2 separate regions of the Mus musculus genome follow, and region 1 is linked to region 2. The links are chromatin contacts, called in public HiChIP or PLAC-seq maps. All regions are on one chromosome and are shown on one strand. The core of a region is the stretch at or near the end of the contact, and the rest is flanking DNA. Distances in the headings are between cores, read along the strand shown. Region 1 overlaps Rcor3 (REST corepressor 3). Region 2 holds the start of 1700034H15Rik (RIKEN cDNA 1700034H15 gene).

Region 1 (2,700 bases), core at 77-2,576, 210 kb after region 2:
TTCAACATATGATTAAATACAAAATTTAAATGACCAATTCACATTTTAAAGCTTCCTTTTGCAATAATATAGGAAAATAAAATGTTTGCTATTACAACTCCCTTAACTCAATGTCACTAGAATGTATTCAGTTTATAAAATGGAGCTTGAAATGAGATACGGATCTATGCATTTTTCACTGCTTCCCATGACCTAACCTTGATGTGGGGAAGCACTATTTCTGTGGCCTTGCTGTGGGGAGCACTGTTTCTGTGGCCCTGCTGTGGAGAGCACTGTTTCTGTGGCCCTGCTGTGGGGAGCACTGTTTCTGTGGCCCTGCTGTGGGGAGCACTGTTTCTGTGGCCATGCTGTGGGGAGCACTGTTTCTGTGGCCCTGCTGTGGGGAGCACTGTTTCTGTGGCCCTGCTGTGGGGAGCACTGTTTCTGCGCACTACCCTGCTACTTTGCCATCTCCCTTATCTCATCTGCAGCTGTTAAGTCAGATACAGGAAGCACAGAGAGGCCCCACAGGAACATATGCAACTATTTGATCACTATATTCAGAGAAAGGCAAATCCAGAATATGAATTGTAACTTGGGAGTCTTTAGAAAAAAAAAATCAAAGATTTTACTGCAGAAACTTTTGTAAAAAGACTTGATTGGATTTTGGGGGCATTTAAGTTTTCCTATACTTACCATGAACACAGAAACAAAACCCAAATAAGAATTTGGTAATAAGATAGGTAATATATATCTTTATATATGAGATTTTACATTTTCAGGTAGAATGTAAGAAAATAAATACAGTAAAATCCTCATTGAAGTTTGAGCTAAAAAGCAAGAGTCTTAAAATAAAGTTTTGTTTAAGAAAAACCCCTTGTGATTTATTCTGTAGTGTTACCAATTCACACAAGTAGAAAAGGGCTTTGAACAAATACTGCTTATGCCCAGATGTGTTGCAGCCTCCCAGGGACTATGCCCTATGCCCTCTCTTACTGCTGAGGGCAAGGGAGGTGAATTAATTTAAATATGGAAACATCAGTCAAGAGTCAAAAGATAATTATGTAGGTGAAAAAACTAGGGATGATCAATTGTCCACATTGTGAAATGTTCCAAAGGGACCAGCGTAGACCCCGAGACTGGGCAACCCCAAAGCACAGGCACTCGATCACATGCATCTCAGATCATACCTCAGGCGGTTTGAACTCTTCAATTCCACCTTCCATTTTCTGCTTAAGTGCACTGTTTACTTGCTTAGCATTCTGAACCTTCACAAAATGACAAAACGTGAGTCAGATCATGCACTCAGTAAAGCCTTGTGAGTAAGTACTACGTAAGTCAACAGGGCATGCATCAACACCATCACAGGTTTCAGTTCAGGAGGACAGACACAATTGTCCCACGTAAGACGTGCCATTCTGTCAATCGATTAGCACATACTTTGGCAGATTGACAGGACTCTGAGTAAGACTCTTTTGTGGGGTGGTGGTGGTTCTGAGCTCTGAGCTGAGCTTCACTCCTGGAAGGCAAGCACTTTACCACCAGGCTACACCTCATCCTAAATCAGACTTTAAACATCATTTAACAGTGTCTTTTATAACCAAAGGCAGCTGGCAATAAACAAAGATTAAACTCTATTGCCAGTTCTCATCACCATAATGTTCTGACCAAATGGCAAACGTTCCTATAATAATAATGGTGATCACGACTATTATTTGCTAGATATAAAACATCATTCTTTTACGTTAAAAACAAGTCACTCAATTCTTACAACCATTTGTGTGGTAAATATAACTAGTTCTGTATAACACAACATACACACTCTTAAAAGTTATTTCATTATGTAAGATCTTTAATTAACAAAAACCTACATCTTATGGGGAAAAGGTACCTTTTGGGTAGAACAGTCAACATCTTCAATGGCAAACATGAAAAGATAGGGATCTAACAAAGATGGGAGCAGAATTTTATATACGCTAAAGAAATGCAGAAATGCTACAATCAAGATGGCACTTGACCTTATAAAAATATTCAGGCTAGTGTGAAGCCAGGTGTCAGCCTGGCTGCACCTTCTGAGCTCCTGTGCATGGTAGAAGGAGGGTTATTTGAAATTCTACCCAAGGTTTACATCAGATGTGTGCGGTTTCCAACACACAGTGAATTGATATGGCTGCTACACAATAGAGGTGTATGAATGTACTCGCCAACTAGATATAGTTCTTCACTGACAAAAAACATACATTTGCCCAACACAAAAATCACACTCCACTCAAATTGTTTCCCAATTTATCTATCAAAGGCAGTGGAATATGCATGTTTTCAAACAGGAGCTGAAGTAGGCCTGACTCTGCTTCCACTGGAACCATCCATAGAAATACATAAAAATACAAGGCTCACAGAGGTTAAGTAATCTTTCCAGGTTATACGTGTGCTAAGTGCAATCTAAACATAAGCCAAGCTTCACACTATGAGTCTATGAGCAACTTAGTGTCCTTGTAGAGTATACATGAGAACTGTCTTCTTGCTAACCCCTTCCTTTTGGTTGGTTTTTGTTTGTTTGTTTTTTTGTTTTGTATGTTTTTCGAGACAGGGTTTCTCTGTGTAGCCCTGGCTGTCCTGGAACTCACTCTGTAGACCAGGCTGGCCTCGAACTCAGAAATCCGCCTGCCTCTGCCTCCCAAGTGCTGGGATTAAAGGCGTGTGCCACCACACCTGGCTTTT
Region 2 (2,700 bases), core at 124-2,623:
CCCTGGATGGAAAGTGTTCCTGAGGCTAAGGTTGTGCTGCTAGCAACCAGTTCCTAACTCAGCTCCTCACTCGGCCGCGGCCGCGCCCCCGCCGCCGTCCGCACAGCCCACACTCCCCGCCCCTCCTGGGCGCCGACCTGTCACCCAGCCGCCCCCACGTGCACCCAGCTCCCAGGATCAAAGTCTGGGGCGGCCGGGCCGGCAAAGGGGAACCGCGGCCCGGAACCCGCACCGCGGGAAGCGGCAACTGCTCACTGCGCCCCAGGGCTCGGCGCCACCGCCCTGCCGCCTGCCCACCGCTGCACGCGGCCCGCGCCCACCCTCCCCCGTACCGCCCGCCGCTGCACCCGGCCGCGGCCCCCGGCCCACGCCCGGCTCCCCAGTGCACAGGCCCCGCCCCCAGCTCCCGCGGCCGCGCCCCGCCCCCTCCCGCCCCTCCGCCGCGCTAGCCAATAGAGGCCGAGGAAGGGCGGGACGCCGGGGCTGTCGTGAGGCAGCTCTGGCCAATGGGGAGGCGAGCCGGGCCTGGGGGGCGGGGCACCGGGGCCTTGTCACGCTCGGGTCCGTGTGAAAACGGGGGTTCCGAGTGCAAAGCAAAGTTTTTTTGTAAACCGTCTGCAAAGGAGGGGGGGCGAAGACGGCGGACGCCTCCGGGCCGAGCGCAGTCGCCGCGGACGCCGTCTCCCGAGCGCTTCGGTCCGATGCTCGGCAGCCCCTCGGCACGCAGTGGCCCGCCGCGCCCTCCGCCTCGCCAGCCCAGCCGAGCGCCGGCGCTTGAGTAGCTGCGCGGCCGGCGGTTTCCCCACAGCGCCGCTCCCGTTCCCGCGTCAGCGCCGAGCCTCAGGCCGCCGCCATGGGCTGCTGGGGCCGCAACCGCGGCCGGCTGCTGTGCATGCTGCTGCTGACCTTCATGTTCATGGTGCTGGAGGTGGTGGTGAGCCGGGTGACCGCGTCGCTCGCCATGCTGTCCGACTCCTTCCACATGCTGTCGGACGTGCTGGCGCTCGTAGTGGCGCTGGTGGCCGAGCGCTTCGCCCGGAGGACTCACGCCACGCAGAAGAACACGTTCGGCTGGATCCGCGCTGAGGTGATGGGCGCACTGGTGAACGCCATCTTCCTCACGGGGCTGTGCTTCGCCATCCTGCTGGAAGCCGTCGAGCGCTTCATCGAGCCGCATGAGATGCAGCAGCCGCTCGTGGTGCTGAGCGTCGGCGTGGCGGGGCTGCTGGTCAACGTGCTGGGGCTCTGTCTGTTCCACCATCACAGCGGCGAGGGCCAGGGCGCGGGCCACGGCCACTCGCACGGCCACGGCCACGGCCACCTCGCCAAGGGCGCGCGCAAGGCGGGCCGCGCGGGGGTCGAGGCGGGCGCGCCGCCGGGCCGGGCGCCGGACCAGGAGGAGACCAACACGCTGGTGGCCAACACCAGCAATTCCAACGGGCTGAAGGCGGACCAGGCAGGTGAGCGCCACAGTGTTCGGGACAGGCGCCCCCTGGCGACCGCGGTGGGTGCCACGCCCCGCGCCCAGGTGCGCGGTGGTTTCGTGCCCACTGAACAAGTTTGATAATGATGTGCTGGGGGTGTGTGGGCCCTGGTTAAAGGCGGCCTTTGTGAACGGGAGTGTGTGTTTCCCTGAACCGACCACCTAATCCGGAAAATCACTGTTTAGGGACCTGCCAAGGCACGTTGCACCCTCACCTCCTCGGGTTGGCATAATGGTGCTCGACCCAGTGGTGATGTATTACTCTCGTGGTTTTAACGAGCGTTTTTCATCTTGAGCACGTGTGCTTGATGGTAATTTGGAAGGTAAGTGTTGAAAAGAAATGAGAAAGAACCTACCACCCTCGATGTTAACATTGTGTGTATCTTCCAGTTTTTCTTGCCACTTGTATCTGGTTAGGTTACTTACGGAGGCAGCTTACCTTCTCCAATGCATAGGAACATGTTTGGAAGTTCAGGTGGTGCGTGGGAAAGGAGAAAGAGAAGCTCCTCAGGTGTGCCCTCTGACGGGAACTTTCAGGTTACTTAGTGATTGTTGACTTCCAACTTTGTTGATAGCTTCAGGTTGTTTTGTTGGTTTGTTTTTGGTTCCTCTAGACGGGTTTCTCAGGATAGCCCTGGCTGTCCTGGAACTCACTCTGTAGGACAGGCCGGCCTCAAACTCACAGATTACCTCCTGCATGTCTCTCTGGGGTCAAGGCCTGCACCCCCAGCAATAGACCCAGGTTGTTGATTTGTCAGTTTGTGAACCCTTCTACAAAGACGCTATGTTTTATGTTCTTGACGATGATTTTACGTTAGAGCTGCTTTTCTCAGTCTGTCTAGTGCCACTGACAGAGACCCTCACATCAGGTTTGTTCCTGTCAGAGGACATCCCTTCAGTGATGCTTACTGATTGCCTAGAGTTTTGTTTCTCTTGTATGTTTCAGAGAGGTGACGCAGTGTTTACACGACCCCATCCCAGCAGTGAGGGCAGGTGAGAGGTGGGAAGGAACAAGGAGCAGTAGCCCAGTGACACAGTGGACTCTCCGCTGTTGGGTACTGGCGGGACCCAGGGCTAGCTCACTGTGGGTTGCTCTCAGCACACTGTCATTGTCACAGCTTTATGAAACAAGTTTAAACTCACTCACTGCCAGACAAGATGTTTCTGTGGACACTTTAAATGTGCTTAGTGAAAATTGTATTGTTTTGTTGTAGAGC

What was found. HiChIP or PLAC-seq counts read pairs in DNA pulled down with a chosen protein or histone mark.
Region 1: a contact with region 2 is called in an H3K4me3 HiChIP or PLAC-seq map of the SCID.adh cell line, with 10 read pairs. The contact joins the enhancer-like site here to the promoter of 1700034H15Rik in region 2. A contact is called at or near these places in 1 of 39 promoter capture datasets (pre-B cells), 6 of 484 Hi-C or Micro-C datasets (B cells, CD8 T cells, bone marrow-derived macrophages and 3 more), 8 of 115 datasets of contacts at active chromatin or transcription factors (the 230-238 cell line, the SCID.adh cell line, bone marrow-derived macrophages and 4 more) and 3 of 9 other capture datasets (adipose tissue, liver and pancreatic islet).

The regions. Positions count from the first base shown.
Region 1 is chr1:192,115,100-192,117,799 of GRCm38.p6, forward strand. It overlaps Rcor3 (REST corepressor 3), which reads right to left. Exons shown (of 12, transcript NM_001346740.1): 9 at 1,170-1,247. Among named protein-coding and RNA genes, the nearest start is that of Gm10516, 20 kb to the right of the region's middle. Within about 2 kb of position 1,327, at least 12 of the 459 cell types and tissues checked have an H3K27ac peak or open chromatin away from gene starts, as enhancers often do. A contact at or near this core is called in the SCID.adh cell line, where this site is marked.
Region 2 is chr1:191,906,154-191,908,853 of GRCm38.p6, forward strand. 1700034H15Rik (RIKEN cDNA 1700034H15 gene) reads right to left here and starts at 1,374. Exons shown (of 5, transcript NR_030669.1): 1 at 907-1,374. Slc30a1 (solute carrier family 30 (zinc transporter), member 1) reads left to right here and starts at 628. Exons shown (of 2, transcript NM_009579.3): 1 at 628-1,460; 2 at 2,698-2,700. The coding sequence starts at 854.